2 separate regions of the Canis lupus genome follow, and region 2 is linked to region 1. Evidence: chromatin contacts called from public Hi-C data. All regions are on one chromosome and are shown on one strand. The core of a region is the stretch at or near the end of the contact, and the rest is flanking DNA. Distances in the headings are between cores, read along the strand shown. Region 1 holds the start of ESD (S-formylglutathione hydrolase). Region 2 holds the start of LRCH1 (leucine-rich repeat and calponin homology domain-containing protein 1).

Region 1 (4,732 bases), core at 138-2,637:
AGTGCAATAGGAAAATATGGGAAATCCGTGTTAAAAAAAAAAAGTATTAACAATGTGGAATAGGAAATAATTTCACCAAGCAGAGAGTTAAACCAAGTGCAGGGTCCTTCTGAGATATGAACCCTGTTTTTGGGCTTATACCCCCATGAAACTAGTCCTGTCTTTCATATTGTATCATTTACACTCAGTCTAGCTGTTGGTTTTAAAAAAAAAAAAGTTTTTTTTTGTGATCAGATTTAATTTTCTCAAAAGCCAAAGTACATGCACAATCAGTTCAATTATATCAAGTGAAAAACAAAAAAATCAAGATTTGCTGTAAGTTATCAACCAGCAACTATTAATTCAACTAAGTTATATTCAGAATAGGGAACACGGGTGCAGTGTGTCTGCTATGTGTCCGGCGCTGGAGATTTGAAAGGACTCTTCCTGCGGATGGGCGGTGGGTCCATGAGCCGTTGCATCACACTGCCCATCTGAAAGGAACGTGACCCTAGGTTAGTAACTACACCGGAATTAAAATAAAAGATAAAAATGATGCCTGTTCAACTCCAGCTACTAAGCAGGTGACCTGCAAAGATTTGGGGGATGGAGGCTCCCAGACGCGGTATTATAATCTTGTTTTAAAATACTTTCAAAACCTGCTTGGAAATGTTTTCCACCAGTTAAGTGGGGCCAGACCTTGACCCCTGGGGAGAGGGTGGGCGGCGCTGGCTGGTCCCGGGCCAGGAATCCCTCACCAGCCACCGAGGGAGGAGAGGCCCGTGACCCTAGGGCGGAGGAGCAGGTGCAGAGGGAGGGTGGGGACCGTGGGGGCGGGGCCGCGGCTGGGCGGGGCCAAGAGGCAGAAAGGGCGGGCCCTGATTGGGCGGGGCCAAGGAGAAGACGGAGCGAGGCCGAGGAGCAGAAGGGGCGGGGCAGTGACCGGGCGGGGCCATTGAGAAGGGGCGGGGCCGCGGAGCAGAGGGGCGGGGCCGCGGCTGGGCGGGGCCAAAGGAGCAGAAGGGGCGGGGCCGCGGCTGGGGGTGGCAAGGAGCCTAGGGGACCCACGAAGTACGACCCGGAAGTGGGCGTGCTCTGAAGTGGGCGAGTTCTATCGGCGCGGAGTCGAGGCTGGGCGGTGCCAAGGAGCCGAAGGGACCCACGAACCACGACCCGGAAGTGGGCGTGCTCTGAAGTGGGCGGGGTCTGTCTGCCCTGAAGTGGGCGGGGGCGAGGGTCGAGGCTGGACCCCTGCTGCCAAGGAGCCAAAGGGACCCAAGTATGATCCGGAAGTGGGCGTGCCCCGAAGTGGGCGGGCTCCGCGGGGGCGGGGCCGAGGCTGGGCGGTGCCAAGGGCCCCCCAGGGACTCCGGAAGTACTGCCCGGAAGTGGGCGTGTCCGAGCGTGGGCGGGGTCTGCGGGGGCGGGGTCGAGGCAGAGCGACTCCAGTGTCGGCGCCCGCGGCCATAACGCGGCCCCGCCTTTCCGCTCCCGCTGCAGCTCGGGTTCCCGCCGCCGCCGCCGCCGATCGCGAGGTAAGGCCGCGTGTGGGGAGGGTCCTAACTGTCCTCGGTGTGTCCGCGGCTGCGCCGGGGCCCGCGGCGAGTCCAGCAGGCCTGATCCCGGGCGCCGCGGCCGGGACCTCGGCCGGGCCCCCTGTCCTTACCGGAACTTCCCCATAGGACTGCCCTGCGGCCTCCGAGCCGCTGCATTTACTTGGCTCCTTGCACTTGGCGTAGCTCCTCCCCCCGGCCGTCTGGGCCGGTCGCCGCCGCGCGAAGTCCACGCGTACCCGGTGCGGTGAGACCCAGACCTCAAAGCGGTCACCGCCTGGGCAGGCGCGCCTGGGGGTCGCTCCCGGATGACGTCACCCGGGAGGCGGCGCCCGCGCCCACCTGGGGGCCCCGAGGTCTCTGGAATTGGAAGAAGCAGCGTTGGTTGGTGCGCGCGGTGGCCCGCGGGTGACAGTCAGGGGTGGAATTGAGGCCGCTCATCTCGGGGGCGGCCCTGTGGGCTGGAGCGGATGGCATCCCCGTGTTATAGACGGGGAAGCGAGTCCTAGGAAGATCACCTGGCTTGGCGGCAGCAGCAGCAGCAGCAGCAGCACGGGGTGGAGCCGGAGGGTGTGGCCCCAGAACCAGCTCTGAACCTGCTACACCTCGGCGCTGGCGGAGGCCGCCCCGTGCCCCCCCCCCCCCCCCCCCCCCCCCCGGCTGTGCCTCGGTTCTGCGTAGCCGGGGCTGACAGACTGGAGATGATACGACCTTCGGCCAGAAAAGCAACCTGGGACCATTGAAGACAGGCTAAGGTGTTTGGGATTCGTGGATGCTCAGTGTCCCGCCCGTGGTGGTTTAAAAATGTATATGTGGGCTAGCCAGGTGGATTTTTATGATGGGAAAGAGACTATGGCTTATACACGGTTAAAATGCGACCAAAGTATATATGGAGGGTTTTTTTTTTTTAAGATTTTGTTTATTTATTCATGAGAGCCAGGCCGAGGGAGGAGCAGGCTCCACGCAGGGAGCCCGACGCGGGACTCGATGACTCGATCCCGGGACTCCAGGATCACAGGATCACGCCCTGGACTGAAGGAGGCGCTAAACCGCTGAGCCCCCCCCCCCTCCCCCCCGGGCTGACCCGTATATGGAGTTTTATTCACCTTTATGTCTTTGTCAGCTCTTCATCGTTTCAATTTCATGAAGTTTTGATGGCATCAGACTTGAAAAAAAAAAAAAAAGGTGGGGATCCCTGGGTGGCTCAGAGGTTTAGTGCCTGTCTTTGCCCCAGGGCTTGATCCTGGAGTCCCGGGATCCAGTCCCACCACATCGGGCTCCCTGCATGGAGCCTGCTTCTCCCTCTGCCTGGGTCTCTGCCTCTCTCTCTCTCTGTGTCTATCATGAATAAATAAATAAAATCTTACGTTCACTAGGCCAGCGGGATTCCCTCCATGCTTGTAGCTGCCCCATGGAGATGGCCAAGATTTCTTCTCTGCTAGTTACGTGGGCAAGCTGACCAAGTTTCTAGAATTGGCAGTATACTTAACACCGCTGAATCATACACTTTAAAAATGGTTAGGACGGTAAATTCTATGTCAAATGTTTTATCACAGTTTTTAAAAATCAAATAAAAAAAAATCAAAATGACTAACAGTTGCCCGGAGGCATGTCAGGCCTGACCATGGAACATGTCTAGGTATCCGTGAAGTGGTAAGTCACCTGTATTAAAGCCCTAGGCTCCCGTGTAGGATTGATTTTAGTGGGACATACAAGAAGACAAAGTAGGAGCCTAAGTTTTAATTTCTTGTGTATAATTAGGATGGTGGCAGTGGAAATTTAAAGCAGGGTGGTAACTTTAAGACATTTCACACATAGATTGGGCAAGACAGGCATGAATGAAAAGAGAGACAGGAAAAGGAAGGAAAAAATGGTTTGAGGGTGAGAGATAGACAATTTAATTTTATTTATTTTATTTTTTAAAGATGTTATTTATTCATGAGACAGAGAGAGAGAGGCAGAGACACAGGTAGAGGGAGAAGCAGGCCCCACACAGGGAGCCCAACGTGGGACTCGATCCCGGGTCTCCAGGATCACACCCTGGGCTGAAGGCGGCGCTAAACTGCTGAGCCACCCAGGGATCCCCGACACTTAATTTTAAATTGATTTTTTATTTATTTATTTTGGGAATGGGGAGAGTGGGGGAAGGGCAGACAGAGTAAGAGAATCCTAAGCAGGCTTCATACCCAGTGCAGAGCTCCATGTGGGGCTCCATCTCAAAACCCTGAGTTCATGACCTGAGTGGAGATCAAGAGTCAGGGCATTCACCTCACTGAGCCACCCAAGTGCCCCAACACTTACTTTTATTTATTTTTTTCTAAAGATTTTATTTATTCATGAGATGTAGAGAGAGAGAGAGGCAGAGACACAGGCAGAGGGAGAAGCAGGCACCATCCAGGGAGCCCGACCTGGGACTTGATCCCGGGTCTCCAGGATTAGGCCCTGGACTGAAGGCGGTGCTAAACCGCTGAGCCACCTGGGTTGCCCCTAACACTTACTTTTAGTTGTGGTTAGTTTTACTAGCTGGTGGCATATCTTGGTAGAAGGGTCCAACGGGACATTTAAATTCTGGCACTAATACAGGAGAATGATTGGGCCTAGAGATGCAGATTTAGATTCGTTCACCTAGAAAATGTGGTAGAAACATAAGGATTGGGAGTAAAGGGAAAGAGTGCCTGCGAAGAGAAAAGGAAAGGGAGATGGGAGAAGGGGAAGGAGTGGAAGAACCCAGACCCGGAGTTTTCTCTGAAGAGAGGATTTGAACAGAGACCTGACGGTCTGCAGTGCCATTATCCTGCGATGCTGGGGAGGCCTGTGTAGGTCCTAAGAGCCAGTGGGGCGGGACACACTGAGGGTGAGGCAGTGGATTAAAGTCCGAGGAGTCTGAACGAATGGGAACAGAAACTCAGGAAGAGGTAGAGACATTGAGACTCCTCCAAAGAAGAAAAGAATGGGTAAACCTAAAGAACACACATTTCTGGAGGAGCATGGCAGTTAGCCTGAATAAAGAAAGAAAATAAATAAGAGATTTGGCAAATTGACCTTTTGGGGGAACAGGTGTTTGGTGAATAAAGATTTCTCTTTGATAGTTCTTCCCTGACTGGCCTGGCCGTGCCTTTGAGAAAACCACTTCCCTCTCTGAAGATGAGGTTCATATCATTGACTTTGTTGTGGAAGCCTTTGTAACACCCCCTGCACCT
Region 2 (4,757 bases), core at 229-2,728, 240 kb after region 1:
GTGGGGAGCTGATGGGGTGGGGAGCTGATGGGGTGGGGGTGGGGGAGCTGATGGGGTGGGGAGCTGATGGGGTGGGGGTGGGGGAGCTGATGGGGTGGGGAGCTGATGGGGTGGGGGTGGGGGAGCTGATGGGGTAGGGGGTGGGGGAGCTCATGAGATAGGGGGGTGGGGGAGCTGATGAGGTGGGGGGTGGGGGAGGGTGGGGGAGCTGCTGGGGTGGGGAGCTGATGGGGTGGGGGGGGAGCTGCTGGGGTGGGGAGCTGCTGGGGTGGGGGTGGGGAGCTGAACCGCAGGCACGTCCTGCAGGGGTCCCAAGGCCCCAGCCCCTCCTTCCCGTGCAGAGGTCCCCTGCTGCAGCCCCAGCCCTCGGGAGCGAGCAGACGTCTCGGGAACAGGGCAACGCAGGGCAGGACTCGGGAGCCGCGCTCCCGGGCGCGAGTCGCAACTTGCCGGGCTCACGCAGCAGAACCGGCTCACTTTAATGGCTTTGCCTTTACTGCCCCGAGCCGTCCCCTCCCGCCGCCCCCGCAAGGATCGGGTCACCGAGCCCTCGGGGGCGTCGGGCGCAGGACGGACGCGGGAGCCGGGCCCGGGGTAGGGGTTGGGGTTGGGGTTGGGGGGGGGGGGCTGCGCCCCGGGCTGGCTGGAAGGAAGAGGAAGCCCGGCCCCCGCCCGCCGCCCGCCGCCCGCCGCCCGCCGCCCCGGAGGTCGCGGGGCCCCGGCTGCACCGCCCGCTGCCCTCGGGGTCGGCCCCGGGGGCGCCCCCTTTGTCTGGGTGTCCCCGTCCCGGCGGGCGACGCCTGGCGCGAACCCCGGGCTCGCGGGGTCGGAAGCCTCAGGCCCGGCCCGGGCCGCCGCGGTGGGGGGGGGGGACCCCGAGGCCCGCGCGCCCGCGGACGCCGCACCCCAGCCCCCCGCGCGCTGCGCCGCCGCCTCCCCGCGCCCACGCGCGCCCCCGACCCCCCCGGGCGAGGGCGCGACCGCCGGCCACCGCTCGGCCCTCCTCACCTGCCTGCACCGTGTCCGAGAGGTCGTGCCCCGGGGCCGCGGTCCTGGGAAATTCCTTCAGTTTCCGGGCGCTGAGGTTCAGCCCCCCGGAATTGGCCGCTTCCTCCAGCGCGCGCTCCAGCCCCCGGTTCAAGGGCAGGTTGAAGCCGCCGCCGCCGCCGCCGCCGCCGCCGCCCGCGACCCCGCTGCCCGCGGCGGTGCCTCCGTGGTGCTGCTGGTGCTGGTGCTGGTGCTGCTGGTGGGCGTGATGCTGAGGGTGCAGCGCAGCGGCGGACAGGGCAGGGACGAAAGCCTGGGGTTCGCTCCCCGGCGTCGCCATCTTCCCGCGGGCCCCCCCACCCCGCCCCGCCGCTGCTGCGGGGGGGTCGCAGCCGGGCCCCGGGACCCGGAGGCTGCGGTGCGGGCCGGGCCCCCGCAGGGCCCCGCGGCGAGGGATCCTGCCGGACCGGAGGGCGGGGCGGCGGGCGCGCGGGCCGCGGGGCGGCGGGGGCGGCGGGCTCGGCGGGCTCGGGCTCCGAGGCTTCCTGTCCCCGGGAAGCCGAGGACTGCGGCGGCGGCGGCGGCGGCGGCCGGCAGCGCGCATGTGTCTCCGCCCGGCCTGCGCCCTCCTCCCGCCGCCGCGCGCGGCTCCTCCTGCTGCGAGCTGTCAGTCCAGCCCCGCCCCGCCCCCGCCCGCCCCAGGCTCCGCCCCCGCCCCGCCCCCGCGTGGCTCCGGCTGCGGCTGCGAGCTGTCAGTCCAGCCACGCCACGCCCCCGCCCGCCCCAGGCTCCGCCCCCGCCCCGCCCCCGCGCCCTCCTCCCGCTGCTGCGAGCTGTCAGTCCAGCCCCGCCCCGCCCCCGCCCGCCCCAGGCTCCGCCCCCGCCGCTCCCCCGCGCGGCTCCTGCTGCTGCTGCGAGCTGTCAGTCCAGCCACGCCACGCCCACGCCGGCCCCAGGCTCCGCCCACGCCCCGCCCCCGCGCGCTTCTGCTGCTCCAAGCTGTCAGTCCAGCCACGCCCCGCCCCAGGCTCCGCCCACGCCCCGCCCCCGCGCCCTCCTCCCGCCGCCGCGCGCTGCTCCTCCTGCTGCGGCGAGCTGTCAGTCCAGCCCCGCCCCGCCCCCGGCTCCGCCCCACGCCCCGCCCACGCCCCGCCCCCGCGCTGCTCCTCCTGCTGCGAGCTGTCAGTCCGGCCCCGCCCCCGCGCCCTCCTCCCGCCGCCGCGCGCTGCTCCTCCTGCTGCTGCGAGCTGTCAGTCCAGCCCCGCTCCGCCCCCCGGCTCCGCCCCCGGGTCACCTTCCCCTCCGCGCCGCACGCTTCTGGGTTCCCTCTTGCTGCTCAGCGTACCGGGGGGCGGGGGGTAGGGGGGAGAACGGGGGCCGAGGGCTTCTAGGGGCTCCGAGAAGACGCCGGCGAGGCTGCAGACCTCGGGGGTTCCAGTGCAGTGACATCACGAGGAGGTGACGGGTTATCTCAATTCTGCGAACGACTCTGGCTCTTTGACCCGCACACCTACCCCCCCCCAAGAGGCCGTCGTTCTTCACGGTGGGGTCAGACCCCACCCCCCCCACCCCCCCCCCACCCCCCCCCACCGCCCCCACCCCACCCCCGCATGTGGGTGCCTGCGAGCACTCAAGGCGGCCTAAGCAGTCTACGTTCATCATCTCATTAATTCCAGGGAGTCCGTGGGAGGAAAAGTGGTTCCCCCAGACTACAGAGGAAGTTAGATTTTTTTTAAAAAAATATATTTTATTTTACTTATTTGTTGTTTGGTCTAAGGTCACACCCGTGCAGCCAGAGGCGGAGCTGGATGCGGATTGTAACCCTCGCACCTGTAGGGCTGCCCTCGTCCCCGATAGTCCTGGGCCCGACCCCGGGGGCAAAGAGACCAAGGCAGAGTCGGGTGGAAGGTTTTCTGAGCGATGGGAGGGCCGAGGGGACGGACACGGAAAGGAAGGACTTTGTAAATGAGGGTGGTTCTCGTGCTGGACGGGATCCATCCTCCCGGGCCCCAGGTTGCATGGTGCAGACGAGGTAAGGAAACCGGTGACCCCGACTAGCCGGTGACTCAGCACAGGTTGGGCCTGCGCCCAGAGCCCGGCACGGTGTCCCCGTGCGGCTGAGGCTTGCCCCCCAAAGGACCTGGGGACCGACGCGAAAGCAAGTTCCCGGTCTGCCCAGACAGAGGCTGGCACAGCACGGGCAGCAAAGGGCCCACCAGCTGAGGACTGAGAAAACCCCACTGCTCGCTCTGAAGTCGCAGCTCCAGCTCTCCAGGGCCTTCATTTGCGAGGTGACTGTCACCAGGGTCACTCCAGGGGGCTTGGCTGGGAGACAGGAGGATGCATGTGGGAAAATCCTACAGCCCTGCAGGTGGGTGAGCCGGGCTCCCAGACGGTGGTGCAGAAAGATGCTGATGGCCTGGGCAACAGGCTGGAAGTGTGACTTCATGTCCTGGGCACTGAGGTGTGACCTGATGTGTGTCACTTGCGTTGACTGCATGCACGGTGGCCCTTCCTTCCTGCAGGATTCTAGGCGGAGTCAAATGTGCTGATCTGGTGGAGGAGACAAGCGCCACCTGCTGGCTTCCTCCTCCCCCCAAACCTCCTCTCTCACCAACCTCTATTATCCCCTCAACCTCCCAGACGTTTAAAAACCGGGCTTGATATGCTATATGTTGGCAAATTGAACTCCAATTAAAAAAAGAAAAATAGATTGTCATTGTGTTTCAGACAATCGTTTGACACAGCTCCACGCCTAAGCTAGTCTCATTCTCATTGCTATCCTTTGTTCCATAAGCTCTTAGCTTCTTTTAAAACTAATGTTTCTGTATTATGCACACAGAAATACTCATACAGTTTTATACAAATTCATGCACAGAATCTTATGCACATTGTAAATGGTCTTAGTGCTTGCAGGCAGTCTATTTTTTATAGCTTGTAAAAATAAATAAATAATAAAATAAATAATAAAAACCAGGCTTGAAAACAAAAACAATAGTAAATAAAAGCACACTTGTATCACCTTCGAAAACTAACCCCCTTCTCCTCTCCTTACTGGCCTTTCTCCAAAAGGTGAGTTAGAAACAGACACAAAGAATTTCCAATGGAAAAAAAAAAAAAAAGAATTTCCAATGAATATCTTCAGCTAAACCAAAGTAGTCCCTGCCACCGGTGTGTACAGTAGGGTTGGGGACATCTAGCAGATTGCAAATTTAGTTCAGGTCGCAAATTGTAGTGATGCATCATAGAAAGCATCTTTTTTTTTTTTTTTTTTAAGATCACAAATTCTTTTTTAGGGGAAATGATGGAATAGGAGTTCAGGATTTGTTTTTCAACAAGTGCTCAGTCCTCCCGTTAGGTTGCCACAGTCACTACAGTTTGCTTTTCCTTCTGCGGATTGCTAAAGTGCAAACTCCATGGGGGTGGGACCCACCCGGTGGAACCCACCCATCTCTGTAACTCCCACCCCGGGGTCTAAGATAGTACTTTATGTGTAATGAGTGCAGGAGAAATATTGGTAATTCAGCATTGCGCAATAGGCCGAGTGAGCAATACACCTGTCTATTGCACAAAAGAAAGCTTGCCATTTGTGGGCATGTCTTTCAAATGAGGTCCCTGAATGAGAAAGTTTTTCCTTGAAAAACTTGACCCTTAAAACTGACCTTGATTTAAAAAAAAAAAAAAAACTGACCTTGATTATTTTTAGATATTCAAGAACTTGACAAACTATTTTCTCTTGCTGCCTTGCTTGCCTATTTTTCTCAAAAAAA

Evidence for each region. A called contact is a pair of places that touch in the nucleus more often than the background predicts.
Region 2: a contact with region 1 is called in a Hi-C map of blood, with 2.4 times the contacts expected there. The contact joins the promoter of LRCH1 here to the promoter of ESD in region 1. A contact is called at or near these places in 2 of 9 Hi-C or Micro-C datasets (both in blood).

What each region holds. Positions count from the first base shown.
Region 1 is chr22:4,506,436-4,511,167 of UU_Cfam_GSD_1.0, forward strand. It overlaps ESD (S-formylglutathione hydrolase), which reads left to right and starts at 1,388. Exons shown (of 10, transcript XM_038569525.1): 1 at 1,388-1,514.
Region 2 is chr22:4,746,499-4,751,255 of UU_Cfam_GSD_1.0, forward strand. It overlaps LRCH1 (leucine-rich repeat and calponin homology domain-containing protein 1), which reads right to left and starts at 1,479. Exons shown (of 19, transcript XM_038569532.1): 1 at 1,009-1,479. The coding sequence starts at 1,327. LOC119865121 (a long non-coding RNA gene) reads left to right here and starts at 2,327. Exons shown (of 3, transcript XR_005375979.1): 1 at 2,327-2,445; 2 at 2,765-3,358; 3 at 3,513-3,979.